4 separate regions of the Sus scrofa genome follow, and regions 2, 3 and 4 are each linked to region 1. The links are chromatin contacts, called in public HiChIP or PLAC-seq maps. All regions are on one chromosome and are shown on one strand. Each heading gives the region's core, a stretch centred on a gene start, on an enhancer-like site or on the middle of the called end of the contact. The rest is flanking DNA. Distances are from core to core; before and after follow the strand shown. Region 1 holds the start of HCFC2 (host cell factor 2). Region 2 holds the start of HSP90B1 (heat shock protein 90 beta family member 1). Region 3 holds the start of TDG (G/T mismatch-specific thymine DNA glycosylase). Region 4 holds the start of NFYB (nuclear transcription factor Y subunit beta).

Region 1 (3,612 bases), core at 331-2,830:
GTCTAGGAGTTATCGCTGTGGCGTAGCAGAAATGAATCCGACTAGGAACTGTTAAGTTGTGGGTTCGATCCCTGGCCTTGCTCAGTGGGTTAAGGATCTGCCATTGCTGCGGCTGTGGTGTAGGCCCGGTGCCTGCAGCTCCACTTAGACCCCTAGCCTGGGACCCTCCATATGCCTCGGGTGCGGCCCTAAAAAGACAAACAAAAAAACCCCTGGTCTATATTATTTAACTTCTGACCACAACCCTACTTGGAGAGTATCATCCTTTCCATTTCCCAAGTGAAAAATCTGACACTTCTATTTAGTAACTGAGGCACTGATCCTGGGCAACTGGCAGAGCAAAATTCAAACTAGGTCTTATTCCAAAGCCAAGGTTTTTACACTATACTAAACTGTCAACTAACTTTTTATGCTAGGGTGCCAGGAGGAAGGGCGGGGGGAAGAAAAAAAAAAGACTTCCCCCTACTCCACAATTTCATTTATTTTTTTTTAATGACCACTATGATTAAGCTGTTTGGTCAAAGAAAAATAATTGATCATAACAGATTCCAAATTCATCAATTAGCCGTACACCAAGAAAACAAGTTTCCTCCAGATAGCTGGCTCGTTTACAAGCGGGATAAATGAAATTCCAGTCTCTTTTCTATCCCACGGAGGTACTCAAAGGCAGGGCCTCCGCGGCCGCGGGTAGTTCTGATTTGCAGCGGTGCTCGAGCTGACAGTCCTCTCTCCGAGCGCCTCACGGCTGAGCGTGGGCACACACACCCAACCACGCAGAGGCAGGCGCCGGGCTCAGCCACCGACCACTTCCCCGCCAGTTAAGAGGGCTACCAATGGGGTAAAAATCTTGACTGTCACCTGCTGGACACGGGGCTGTATTTGGGGTGAAAGTACCCGAAAGCCTCTCGTTTCCCCTCCTCGCCTCCCCTATATTCTTTTCCTCGTAAGGAAGGCAGGCAAAGACAGGAAAGGCCCAGAGAAGCTCTGGTTTGGAGTTAGGTTTTGACAGAGGAGGGACTCTCGGGACCCCAGAGTGGGCAAGACTTGGGGAAGAGGCCCAGGCGGGTGGGAACTGTCTCCCTCGCCTACGTCCCCCAGCAGGGCTGCGGCGTGGGGGGTCCTGCACCGTCTGCCCGAGGGCCGGCGCTCCCCGCTTGTCGGCCGGTTCCGCCCCGCGGACCCTGGGGAAACGGAGCTACCTCCCGGGACACTGCGGGAGCGAGACTGTCTGGCCAAGCCGCGCTCCCCGCCGCCCGCTGGTGGAGGCAGTGACCCGGCGGTGACAGCTGTCAGGGCCGCGGCCGCCGCCTCGCCTCTCCTCCCCTCCCCCTCCGCGGCTCCCACAGGCGGGGCCGAAAAACCGCCGCCGCGCCTACCCGTGTTGTAGACGTGCAGCTCGTCCGCGATGCCCTCGTTGCCCCCTCCAAAGATGATCATCAGCTCCCGGATGGCCACCGCCCGGTGTCCGTGCCGGGCGCGGGGGACCGGCCCCGTGAAGGAGGAAACCCGCCTCCAGTTAAGGAGGCTGGGAGCCGCCATCTTCCCAACCCCCGCCCCTCTGCCCACAATGCACCGCGCCCCGCTCCGGCGCCGCTGTTCCCGGGGGAGGGCGGGGACCGGCCTCCAGCTGTGCCCGCTGAAGGGGGGGAAACCCCGCGGGAAGGTGGTGGTCACGTGGCCGCGAGCCGAACCGCAGGCTGCCGGGAGCCTAGAGGGTCCCGACGAGAGAGCCCGGTCCTCACCCCCGGGCGACGTGGCTGGCCCTGGCACCCAGGGCAATGGATCTTAGGGTGGAAGGACATTTCCTACTGACCAAGTCTCCCCTCCCCACACAGAGCCCCCCCCATTTTGTATTTGCAGAAAAAGGTACAGCGTTTTCCTTTCATTAAACGGGGGTCAGTTTAATTGAGCATCTAGGGCGTGTGGACGAGTCAGATCCTTTAAACAATGCACAAAGGGAGAAAAGCTCACGTAGAGGTTTCGAAGTGCCAGGAGTACGGAGAGGAGAGAGGGAAACCTGCCTCCGCGGAAGGGATGACACGCGCGCCAAGGCGCGGGGACGTCGAGGATGCCAGCGAAGGGGGGAGGGAGGGAGAGGGTCTGGACCACGACCTAGCGGCTGCGAGCGCTGTGTCCCCCCTTTGCTATGAACACCGGAGGGAAGGTCGGAGCTCAGTCTGCAAAGGCAAGTCAGGCAGATCAAGTTCGGAGGGTGCTGTGCCGAGAAGTTTAGGAACGGCGAGCCGCAAAAGTTTTGTTTGTTTTAAGCAGGTGAGAGATTGATAATAGATTTCTGTTTTATTACTTTCTAACATTTGAGGGTCTTTTATTGACAAGCACTGTCCTCCCTACCTTTTGTATATTAACTCACGATTCTCCCAACAACCCAGTGAAGTGAGCCTTTCAGCCTTTCGTGGTTGGGGAAATGAGGCGCAGAAGAGTAAAGTAATTCTCTCCGGCACTACAGCAGAAAAGGATTAGGGTCAGGATTCAAACGCAGAACTTCTTCCAGAGACTCAATCCATAACCACTATACCATACGTCCTCCGATCACGGTCATATACAACCCTATTAAGCCCCGCTGCCTTTCGATCATGTCCTACACAGAATCACACTCAGAGAGACACAAATTCGGCAAGGGGGATGGAGGGGAATTGAAAGCAATTTAAATTCCTACCTCACACTCTCAAGAGGTATCAGAGAGAATACAAACAATGTAGACCAAATTTCCTAAAATTTTTTTTTTTCCTCATCTTATTACTTTAAATATCCCTCTTAGGCCTAGCTCATCTCCCCTCCCTCAATTCCCTCAAACCTAACCTTCACATTCATCTAAAAAGGTAGTTTCTCCCTTTTTAGAAGGAATTCTTGCTATACTTTCCGGCTCTTGCTTTTCAAGTTCTTACTTTCCCTGATTAATACCGCAGTTTCATAATATGGTCAAACAGAAGTTGGAATTGGGATGGGAAGATGGCTGGGAACAAAGAAGGAAGGCTATGTATTGATTCTTGGTCACATGTATAGCATGGACTCTTAAATATTTCACCTAGAAAGTTTTTATGTATCTGGAAAAGCTAGGATAGAGCAATGAGGTTTTTGTAAAACTTTAAAAAAGTATTTCATTAAGGAGTTCCCATCATGGTTCAACAGGTTAAGAACCCGACTACTATCCATGAGGATGTGGGTTCGATCCCTGGCCTCACTCTGTAGGTTAAGGATCTGGGCATTGCCATGAGCTGTGGTATAGGTCACAGATTCAGCTCCGATCCCATGTTGCTGTGGCTGGGGTGTAGGCCGGCAGCTGCACCTCCAATTGAACCCCTAGCCTGGGAATTTCCAAATGCTGCAGGTGTAGCCCTAAAAAGACAAAAAAAAAAAAAAATTCATTTAAAGAAATTTATTCTGGGAGTTTAGTATTAAAATGTCCTTTTTATGACTGAGCAAGTCTCTGTAAAAAGTCAACTTTTATGAGTGATTCTGTAAGTAGATGGTAATTTTGTGTGTGTGTTTTTAAGCCCTTGTAGCAAAAGACTAAGGGCAAAATTAAAATTGCAAACCCAATATTGATATTAAATTTTTTAAAAAATGGCATGATATTTGAAAGTCTGAAAA
Region 2 (3,612 bases), core at 814-3,313, 120 kb after region 1:
ACAGAAACAAAATATCTTTATTATAACCAAATGTTGCTTACCTCTTTATTTTTATATAATGAATTGATGATAAGTTTCATCATTCTGTTAACTTCAGCTTGGAAGGCAAATTTTTCTGATTTCTCTCTAAGTTCTCTTATTTGGGATGCATTTAATCCATCCAATTGAATAGCTTCTTCCTCTCTAAGGAAAGAAATTTGATAAACTAATACTGCATTACTTAGTTCCCTCCAAAAATACAGCATTTGTGATGAGAGCACGGTGGTCTCTTAAGGTTGTCTTAGGGGTAAAAAGGACAAAGTGGAAATCTTTATAAAATATGACTAGCCCACCATTTCATTATTATTTTATTATTTATTTCATTATTATTTTAATACAGCAACAGGTTACTTTAAAACCATGTTGGAAATACTTTGTGCTTAAAACTGTCAGAAAAATAAACCCAACTTCCCTCTACTAAGAAACAAACTCACACTCATTTTTGCTCCCTCTCACAGGCCTGTCCCTCTGCCTGCCTAAGGGTCTACATAATTTTAAATCCTAAGAGACCAAAGTAAAACATCACTCCACTTACAGAAATCTTTAAGGAAAAAAAAAAAATTACCAAGGGTACACACTTGCCAAGTACACAACCAACTGTAGATCTTTTCTAAGATCTTAGGAAGGCTATAGCGCCAGTATTATCAAAACAGTTTTCCAAAGAATTCATTCCGTTTTGACCATTCTTAGGGGCAATTTAGGAGATACTGTGCATGCACATGCTTGCTCCCCCTAACGTTTTCTCTACTATCTAGTAATTAAATTCAAAGTGTTAAAACTTCATCTGGACCTTTGGAGAATGAACATAAAAAAATTACTGTATTCCAGGGTTTCCCAGGGGTTATTTGCATCGTTCCGGAAGAGTACAAACCTCTGTACTATTTCATCATCTGTCCTGGAACCTTCTCTACTTTTACCCAGATCTTCTTCCACTGTCCCATCCACATCCACTTCATCCTCAGCGCGGACAGACCCTGCGGGAAAATGTAATACCAGAAAACTCTCAAACACCATAGCTCCATGTACTTCTTAGAAGAAACAAGATCAACAAGGCAAGGGTAGATGTTGCAAAATTCACTTGGAAAATATGGGAGGTGGGGATGAAAGAATGGATCCACTGGCTTGAATATCCAATATAAACCCATGTCAGCATATTTCTTATTTAAGTTCAGATACTGAGGTCCCCCAGTGGATTCTGAAATACGGAGGCAGCCATCACTTCTGAAAGGTGGCCCAGAGATTCTTCACAAACAGCGCTTAGCTGATTTGCTACCAGGCCCCCTGTACATTCACACGTGTTGCGCGCAGGCCGACACAAGGCTCCAAACTGACCATGCCAAACTTAGTCCTTCGATGTCACAGGTCAGAGCTCAAACAGAATTTGTGCAACCTCTAGCGAGGGGAAGTGAAATTGGGCCTAGGGGCCTGACAAAGGGAAGAAATATTTAGAGATTTTAAAATGTTAAGGAGTTTGAGCGAAAGTGAATCAACCGCGCTGCCAATGCCGGTCCGCTGCCCCAGGGCCCCAAGCTTCACAGTCCAGCACCTAAGAAAGGAAACTCGCGTTGGCGAACAGTCGGAATACCGGGGGCGGAGGGTCCTCAAACTCGAGCGGCCAAAGATTGCGGCGTTTGACAAAAGTCCTCGGAAGGGGACACGCAATGCTCCCAAGGGGCGCGAGCCCAAGCCAGGCCCCACTCCCAGAAGACTGAGACTTCTAAGAGCGGATACTAGGACATCCGCAAGAGATTTAAACGACTCCATTCTCCTTTTTTCTTTCCAGAGTAATTAGAGTAAACGAAATCCCCTGAACCTCTTTCGAGGAAAATCGATGGACATCCCCATCCGCCCAGCGCAGACCGTGTTATCCCCTTCCCAGGTTCAACGCCCCCAGAACCTTCGAGAAGAGGCCGTGTTGGAGCGGGGGGGCGTCCAGGGGTGCCCGCTCCTCCAGGATCACTCACCGAAGGTCAGCAGGACGCAGCACAGGCCCAGCACCCACAGGGCCCTCATGTCGCACGGCCGGTGAGTCTCAAGTCCCCTTTGATCGAAGGAGCCACCTCCGCCCCCCCTCCCCTGGGCTCAGAACCTCACAACCACAAGCCGTGCGATCCGCCCACTACCCCCCAAGCAGGTCGGGCCGCTTTTCACCCCCACTACTCGCGGGCGGGGGACGGGAAACACGAACCCGCCAATCGGGCTGCACCACGCACTCCCTGTACCCAATGGGAACTCGTAGGGGGGACCGCAGTCCACCAATCGGAGCTGTCCAGGTGCGGTGCCCGATGCCCGAAGCGTGGCTCCTTCCAATTGGTCAGTCTTGGCTCCTCTTCTCCAATCAAACGGTTCCGCGGGCCCCTCTCACGAGGGACCGCCCCTTTGCCTTGGTTGCTTTGGCCTCTAAGGGAAACCGTCCAATGAACGTCAGCACAGAATTCATCCCTCCAGGTGGAGAGGTCGCCCGGAACTACTTCCGGATCTTAGAGCGCGTTTATTCTGGGACCAAGAGAAGCGGTAGCCATGGCAACGCGCTCTTCACCTTTCCCTTGTCCCCGCGTGGGGTCATCTTGCGAATGATTCCGGTGCGACTTTTTGCAGCCAGTTTTCTATTTGGCAGTGCTTCTTGGAAAAGAGACACACGTGAGAGGTTGACAATCCCCCTAGCGATGTTCCATGGGGTGGTGAGAAACTACAGTTCCCGGCATGCAACGTACCCCGGGGAACACTGTAGTGAATGCTGGGAATCGTAGTCTTTATTCAGTTGCGTAGCTTGGCCCTTCTTTCCCCATTTTTCCAGTGTGTCTCCGCCGGAACTCTGTGCCGCGCGTTTTAGTGTTTACATTTCCTTCCCCTTGCGGTAGAGATTTGTACCTGTTCCAGACTCTTCAGTGTACACAGCCTTCAGAAGCGGGCCTAGAAAGCCGCCAGGTCTTGGGTGAGGCCGCCCAGTATTATGGGCTTGGGCCTCTCGAGTCTGGGACTCGCCTCCAGTTGGAGAACACGCTTTTCCGAATCTGTCTTCTCGCGCTTCCCTAGGTCAGCCGGAGCCCCTGTTACGTCTGTACTTTTCGTGGCCAGAATCTCCAGGCCTTCTGATTGGATTTACAGAAGAGGAGGACAGTGGGGCTATTTATTTATTGTCCCTTGAGAGATTGCGAGCAACTTTGATGCCCTCTACTCCTTGGTGAAGTTCAAAGGCGGTCACCTACAGAGCCCCTGCTGTAAGTTAAGTAGAGAGCGTGGTAGTAAAGCCAGTCTAGCATAGAAAAAACAAAAAACAAAAAAACCCCTCTCAATTTGACGGGCGCAGGAGGATACACCTGCAGATCTTTGAAAGCAAAACCTGTGGGGCTGCAAATGAGAGAGTGCAGCCTTCTAACTTCATAGAAACATAGAAAGACACGTAAAACACCAGGTGTCTTTCATGTGAGAAAAGTCCCTCAGGCTAAGCTGCGTCGTTAGAAAAGTTTTCTGTCTCTTTAACCTGGTCTTTACAGACCGCCCCCTACTCCGACCCACACCACATTCCAACAAAAATACTGCCTTCCTTAATGCTTTCTAGAGGTTATTTGA
Region 3 (3,612 bases), core at 495-2,994, 82 kb after region 1:
ATTTGCTGAAATTAAGCTTCTAAAATCAAGTCACTCTGCGCAACATTCCATGCCACTCCTTGATTAGCACAAAGCCAAGGATGACAGAGAACCACTTCCTCAGGATTACCTGGGGTCTGAGTCATTTCAGAATCCCCAAGGATAAACTCCTTAGAGTATTAAGACAGAATTCTCCATATTTTTCAAGGTGAAAGCTTTTCATGTCAAAAAAACAAAAAAAAAGGTCTATAATCCAATGGATTACGATAAAATATAAGTAAGACACTTTTGAGCTAAACATTGTACCAGAGAGAACTATCACCTTACTTTAAGATGCAGAGTAAGGTTTTACAATGAGAACAATCCCCCACCCCACATTCCAGAACCTGCAGGATGGCCGACTAGTCGCCATCATTTTACATAAAGGACTTGAGCATCCACAGATTTTAGTATTCATGAGAATCCAAGAACAAATGTACTTTGGATACCAAGGGATGATGGTAATTTATATGATGGTTGGCTTTACTCCAGTTTTAATTCTTAAGATCATAAAGCTGAGACTGATTTCCACAAGTTCTGGTGAATTTTTTTATTTCTAAAGTTCTTCAGGGAAAGCAGTGGAGTTATTTCGGAATTTGACCCATGTATCTCCTTCCTTAAACTCTAAGACCATCTGTGTTGGTTACTAACGCCCCTTCCACGTAACACCCATTTACAGCGTGTCCGAACTGGATTCTACACACGTCCTAATGACAGACATGCACAGGCTCAGAGAAGTTTAGCGTCTTGCCCAAGTTCAGGGCCCACTAGTCAGAGTATCAGGATAATACTTCATTGGGTCTAATTCCAAGGTAAACCATTTGCTTTCTTTTTAAACACTGTTACCCTATTTAGTTTTTTTCATTTGGCTTCCGTCGGTTCAAATTTCGAAATCTCTGCTTTGCAAAACTCTCCACCTAACATTCCCCAAAGGACATGTTACAAGTAAATTCTTAAGATCGCCCCCAAGACCACTAGAAAACAGACAGTATTAGACGACTTCTGGGGAGGATTCTTCCCAATCCCAGAATTCAAGAGCTGCCGTATGGCGATGTTATCTACCTTGTGTCCCTGACCCAAAACTCTGAAGAAGCCACCGTAAACCCACAATTCTAAAATGACAACTCCTCGAGTGATACGTGAAATCTTTACTGCTTTGTACGACAACAGAGGGTGAAGGGAAATGCAGCCAAAAAAGTAACCGGAAAGAAATAACTAGAGACTGCTTCTTGCTTATTACCACATTTTAAAGCCGACACGATACACAGTAGGCTTTAGGACGGGCCCGGATGCCGGTCAAGCCGCGACAGCCTTCCGGACTAGGAGTGGCCGGAGCAGGCCGGCAGTGCGCACGCGCGGCCCTGGCCTTTGTACTCCAGCCGCGGCCTTAAAGACCCCCTGCGTGCCTGCGTGCGTGCGTGAGTGCGTGCGTGCGTGCGTGCATGCGCCCGCCCGCGGCCAGACCATCGCGAGGGGCGCCGGGGGGAGGGGCGACGCTCCGCCCCGGCCTTACCTGCTCGCGTTCTCTGCTTCCATTCCCTGCTGCAGCTGGCGCACGCGGGTACTCCGGCCAGGCAAGTGAGCGCGTGGCCTCTGAGGTACCACGGCGCACGTACAGCGGTCCAATAACCAGTCTCTTGGACTCGATGGCCGGCAGAACGGGACAGCTCCTAGAGCTCAAGCTCCTCCCCCAAGCTTCCAGTTCCCCCTCCCCCCCAACCCAGACCCACCCTCCGCGCAGGGCTTCCGTCAGCTCTAAGCCAAATCCCACGCCCTGCGCCTATCACGTGATCCAGGGCAGCCCAATCATATTTGCTCCCCTCTCGTTGGTTTTACTCGCCACTTGGCCTTTCGGGAAGGGTGGAGGATGAAAAGTCTGGGAGGGAGTGCTTACGTAGGCTTTGTCCTCCATGACGTTTAGTGTGGGTGGGTGGTGGTGCGCACGAGATGGCACTGTCATCTGTGTGGGCGCTAGGTAGGTGGGGCGATTATCCTTATCAGAATTAGCCAGGCCTTTACAAAAACGTTTTATTCGGATTAAAAACAGCGACTTGCATTATTAGGTGATTACTGTGCTATATGGGAAAACCGAAACTTTGGAATCAGAATTCCTGGGAGTCCTGGAGTTCCCGTCGTGGCGCAGTGGTTAACGAATCCGACTAGGAACCATAAGGTTGCAGGTTCGATCCCTGGCTTGCTCAGTGGGTTAACGATCCGGCGTTGCCGTGAGCTGTGATGTAGGTTGCAGACGCGGCTCGGATCCCGCGTTGCTGTGGCTCTGGTGTAGGCCGGTGGCTACGGCTCCGATTCAGCCCCTAGCCTGGGAACCTCCATATGCCGCGGGAGCGGCCCAAGAAATAGCAACAACAACAAAAAAGACAAAAGACAAAAAAAAAAAAAAACAAAGAAAGAAATATAAAATGTAATGCATTGGAGTTCCCGTTGTGGCTCAGTGGTTAACGAATCCGACTAAGAACCATAAGGTTGCAGGTTCGATCCCTGGCTTGCTCAGTGGGTTAACGATCCGGCGTTGCCGTGAGCTGTGGTGTAGGTTGCAGACGTGTTTCGGTTCCCGCGTTGCTGTGGCTCTGGCGTAGGCCGGCGGCTACAGCTCCGATTCGACCCCTAGCCTGGGAATCGCCATATGCCATGGGAGCGGCCTAAGAAATGGCAAAAACAACAACAACAACAAAAAGTAATGCATTACATAAACCGTCCTCTGCTTTACTTTGGATACGTAAAAATATAAGTTTGAAGTCTATGATGGTAGGTGGTATTCAAGCATCACCTCCTTACAACCCGGATAAACCCCTCTGTTTTATTTACCCATGGCTGTTGCAGCTCGTTTTTCTCAGGTTGTCACTGGCCTTTGTACAAGGACTCCATTAAATAACTCGATGGAAATAGGCTTGTCTGTTCTAGTTTGCATGATGGGATACTTACTGTATTAGTTAGCTTTCCATGGTTTATGCTGTGGTGCCATATAAGTCCATGATCTCTGGTTTACAGCAACTAGAGTTTGTTTCTCCCTCGGTAATAATGCGGTCTGGAAAAGGGTTGAGGCTCTGTGTTGCTTATGCCTTCATTCTAGGATCCAGGAAACGGCTTTCATGAGCAAATACAAAAATATTAATTTGTATTATGAGTTGCTTAAGTGAAAGTTCTAACATTTTTAAACTTTTCAGAACTGTTAGAAATACTCTGTTCATTAGTAGGTATCACTCAGAACCTGATTCATTGTAGATATTCAGTGAATTTTTGTTGAGTGAACGAATTAACAATAGCCCATTCTTTTTGGTTTTGCTAACTGCTCAGGAGCACAGTCTAGAAAAGTTTTATTTTTTTATTTTATTTTATTTTTTTGTGTGATTTTTATCTAACTTTATTTTTTTAAGGATTTTTTTTAACAATTTATTTTTTTCCCACTGTACAGCAAAGGGATCAAGTTATCCTTACATGTATACATTTTTCCCCCACCCTTTGTTCTGTTGCAACATGAGTATCTAGACATAGTTCTCAATGCTACTCAGCAGGATCTCCTTGTAAATCTATTCTAAGTTGTAGAAAAGTTTTAAAGAAACTTCTCCGTCAGCC
Region 4 (3,612 bases), core at 394-2,893, 75 kb before region 1:
ATATATTTTTAAAAGATTAAAGCTGGAAAGTTTAATGTGGCACCGGGCCACTTGTTTAGTGGAAGTAAAGGGAACGATTCCCGGCTCTGGTTGCAAAAATCCTGCCCCCTTTGTAGTGTGTGGTGTCTGGCTCACCGCCCATCTGTGAGAGTCACAGCCGAGGGAAGTCCTACACAGACGCAGTCAGGGAAAGACAGGCAGAGAGCCTGGTTGCGCGGAGGCAAGAAGGGGCCATGGATTCTGGCAGCTCAAATATCATCTGGTTGGGAAAAGCCACATGGCATGTCGCAAATACTGTGCGGGTGGGGCATATGCAACATTTTAAGCTGGGGTGAAGGCTGGCTGGACTGAGCAGGTTGTTAAACCTAAAGCAGAGGATTGTATCTTTAGGTGAAATCTGAAAAAACGAACGGGGAGCTCGGTGACCGAGAGGGAGCGTTGTGCATGTGGCAAACTTAACAGGGGCACAAGGCGAACAGCTGGCGCTGAAAGCATACCAGGAGGTAATCGCCGTTCAGATCCACCCTGTAGCTCGAGTGTCGCCTGGCCGGCAGCTTTTGCCCTTGGTTTCCCCTTCTTAAAACTCGAGGCGCAGGCAGGCTGCACTTTGGCGGGTGAGACACTTCCACGTGCGCCAGGGGAGGGGATGGAAAAGAGAGGGAGAGCTGAGAAATCATGCGCAAGACGTGGGGAAAATACCGCGGAAAGCCCGCACTGACCTTAGCACCGAGCCCCAGCCCTAGTCCCTGCCGAGGAAAAAGCCACCCGCGGGCTCCGCTCGCGCCGCAGGACCGACTCGCGGCGGCCTGCAGCGGGCTCTGCGGGCTGCTCAGCGCACGGGGCGGGGCTGGGGGCGGGGCCGTGCCGGGGCGGGGCCGCGCCGGGCGGGCGCGCGGGAGCTGCGGAGGGAGGGTGTCGCGCCGAGGGAAGCGGCCCGCGGCGGAGGGAGGGAAGGCCGAGTCCTGGAAGCGGAGCTCCGCGCTGGGACTGGTTCCTTCGCAGCCATTTTCTGTCCAACCAAACAGCCGATTGGAGACGGGAGCCAACCAGGGCTGCATTGGAGGTTTGTGTCTCGCTTCGGCCAATGATCGCTCCTAAACCGACTCCACTTTAGCTCGAATGAAATGTCCGTCTCCTCCCGGCGCCGTCCCCGCCGCCAACGCCGCCGCGGCCGGGGGCACTTGGCTCACTCCCGCCTGCCCGCCCTCCCGCCCGGGCCGGGGCCGGGGCCGGGCCGGCGCCTGCGAGGCCTCCCCCGCTGCGGGCCCGGCTGGGAAGCGGGCGCTGGGCCGCGGCGCGGCTCTTTGTGCGCCCGGCCGAGGAGCGGCGGGACGCGGGCCAGGCCGCCTCCTGCTCGCCGCCGCCGACCTCCGGGCCCGAGGCCGAGGAGGGGGCGCCGGGGCACCGTCGGGCCCCGCTCTCGGTGGCGTCCGGGCCGGCTCCATTTTGTGTGGCGAGCCGGCTGGGGGCGGGAGGATGCAGCCTGGACCCCCGGCCCCGATCCTCCTCCTCCGCCGCGCGGGGGCTCCCGGGGAGCGCCCCTCTTCCGCCCGCCACTCCGCGGGGGCATGGCAGGGCCGGGCCGCTTTGTCTGCCCCGGCACCCCGGGCGCCGCGCGGCGGGCGGGCGTTAGGCGCGGGCCCCGGGCCTGAGCCGGCCGAGTAGGGGGGATGCCTGCCCGGGGTGTCCGCGCCGCCCAGGCGGGACCGACAGGTCGGCCGGGCGGACGGTGGGACCCGGGCCAGCCCGCGCACCTTCGTGGGGAGGAAGCGAGGTCCCCGGGAGGAAGGAGTGGATTTGGTTTCCCCGCAGTCTGGTTTACGCGTATAGAATGCAGCCATCTGGCGGCTTGCGGTCCCTGGACTTGCCCCGAAGGTGGGAAGGAAGCCTTCCGGATTGGACTAAGGTTTTAATCTTCGGTGGGAGGCGGGGAGGATATACCGGGCCTCAGGAGTAGTCTTGGAGAACAAAGAATTAGAAGAGCACCTACAAGACGAAATCTCGCCCAGAGTACTCTAAAAGATGGTTTAAGCAAGGTTAAGTAGCATATGACCTTTTAAAAAATAGCATCCCAGCCTGCATGGACTGCACGGTTCCGTGCCACGAGTCACTGGGGTGGTTTCGGCTCTCTTGTATGGAGACAAGTCAGAAATACAAAGTGATGAGGTGAACTGATCAATGTAAGTGGCATTAACAAATAGGGGGTTTTATTAGTAAAGTTTAACCAAAATTCCTTAAGAGGCAATTATTCCGTTCTCACTCTGCTCCCGTAGTTCAATTTAAGGCTTATATTGGTGCAAAACTCTGGTTGTTGATGCCAAAGAATGGAGGGTGGAGGAAGGGTCTGCTGCTTTTCTTGGATACAGATTTCTTTAAACATTAAACATATGTATGCATTGCCTTGAGCTTTCACATATATCATAACCTGCCTGTAAGAAAATATATACCATGTGAGGTGATAGTGTTTCTCTTTAATATATTGAATCTAAACATATACTGACTCAACTATTTGGGTGAGTGATTGTGGTGAGGTGTGGCACCACCCCAACCCCCAGCAAAAATACATAAATATAGACAGCTCCTGTATTTTAAGTGTTCTGAGGATCTCTCTCCTCCCCCCACGGCACCTTTAAAAAATGACACTTCTAGCTACGAGGAAGGAATTTTCTGGGCAGCTTTGGGGTTAGAGTGAAGATGATATTTGGAAAGAAATTAGAAATTGCTTTTGGGATTACAGAACAGTAGACAATGTCAGCCAGTCTTTGCTGCATGGACCCTTGTAGTAGCATTTGAAAATTCAATTTGGTGGTTAGAGTTTTTTCTGTTTGCTAGATTTCATGCTTGAATGCATATCAGTATTTTGTCTTCTTTTAAAAATTAGCACAGAAAGGATATGTCTTTGTCTCCCCCCCCTTTTTTTCCCTTGAAAAAAGGGGAAGAGCAAATGAGAATGGAAATTGTAACATCGTAATTGATGCCAATTTATTCAACTATTTATGCCTTACAGTGAGAATGAAGTGCTATTGAGATGCAATTTTAGTCCCAAATGGTGATGCTTTAAAATAATACAGGTCTTAATTGACTGTATTCTCTTTCTCTGGATGTTCTCTGGGCAACATGTATCTTCTTCCCGCTATAATCTGAGATATTTAATTGGAAAGCATTATATCCTGAGATAAACTTGTCTTCCCTTTTGAGCTTTTGAACCCTAAATCTCACTCTAAAACATAAGGAAAGCCATCAGTAAAAATTAAGTTGATAAGTGGGATATTTGTGTCTTGGGTGTTGATATGTAATTTTTGGCCTCTTGCGTATTATATAATTTGGTGTGTTGTGATGAATATTTATGATGAACATGACTAAATATAGGGCTTTGTTGGAAAAGCCGTACTTCCCCCAATAGCATGAACTTTTATAAGTCCTCCAAAATACGTCTCCCAATTTAACAAACATTTATTGGGTGCTTGCTTTTTGAACCATTTTAGAGCCATGCAGTTCATTAAATAAGAATAGTAGGTAAAATTATACATGCCTTTTTAAATTTTACTAGGAAGAATGCCTTTGGGCTATAGTTTTACACTACTGATAGATGTTTGTCTTCTAGGTTGAAAT

The links. HiChIP or PLAC-seq counts read pairs in DNA pulled down with a chosen protein or histone mark.
Region 2: a contact with region 1 is called in an H3K27ac HiChIP or PLAC-seq map of alveolar macrophages. The contact joins the promoter of HSP90B1 here to the promoter of HCFC2 in region 1. A contact is called at or near these places in 3 of 5 promoter capture datasets (fetal liver, fetal skeletal muscle and liver), 7 of 47 Hi-C or Micro-C datasets (brain, embryonic fibroblasts, heart right ventricle and 2 more) and 2 of 2 datasets of contacts at active chromatin or transcription factors (alveolar macrophages and skeletal muscle).
Region 3: a contact with region 1 is called in an H3K27ac HiChIP or PLAC-seq map of alveolar macrophages. The contact joins the promoter of TDG here to the promoter of HCFC2 in region 1. A contact is called at or near these places in 2 of 5 promoter capture datasets (fetal skeletal muscle and liver), 11 of 47 Hi-C or Micro-C datasets (brain, embryonic fibroblasts, fetal heart ventricle and 5 more) and 2 of 2 datasets of contacts at active chromatin or transcription factors (alveolar macrophages and skeletal muscle).
Region 4: a contact with region 1 is called in an H3K27ac HiChIP or PLAC-seq map of skeletal muscle. The contact joins the promoter of NFYB here to the promoter of HCFC2 in region 1. A contact is called at or near these places in 2 of 5 promoter capture datasets (fetal liver and liver), 4 of 47 Hi-C or Micro-C datasets (epiblast stem cells, heart right ventricle, liver and 1 more) and 2 of 2 datasets of contacts at active chromatin or transcription factors (alveolar macrophages and skeletal muscle).

What each region holds. Positions count from the first base shown.
Region 1 is chr5:80,408,218-80,411,829 of Sscrofa11.1, forward strand. HCFC2 (host cell factor 2) reads right to left here and starts at 1,581. Exons shown (of 15, transcript XM_003126644.5): 1 at 1,377-1,581. The coding sequence starts at 1,539. GLT8D2 (glycosyltransferase 8 domain-containing protein 2) reads left to right here and starts at 1,698. Exons shown (of 11, transcript XM_021092640.1): 1 at 1,698-1,866.
Region 2 is chr5:80,528,799-80,532,410 of Sscrofa11.1, forward strand. It overlaps HSP90B1 (heat shock protein 90 beta family member 1), which reads right to left and starts at 2,064. Exons shown (of 19, transcript NM_214103.1): 1 at 2,004-2,064; 2 at 911-1,013; 3 at 42-183. The coding sequence starts at 2,052.
Region 3 is chr5:80,490,551-80,494,162 of Sscrofa11.1, forward strand. TDG (G/T mismatch-specific thymine DNA glycosylase) reads right to left here and starts at 1,745. Exons shown (of 10, transcript XM_021092634.1): 1 at 1,532-1,745. The coding sequence starts at 1,554.
Region 4 is chr5:80,332,870-80,336,481 of Sscrofa11.1, forward strand. It overlaps NFYB (nuclear transcription factor Y subunit beta), which reads left to right and starts at 1,644. Exons shown (of 8, transcript NM_001144930.1): 1 at 1,644-2,180; 2 at 3,605-3,612.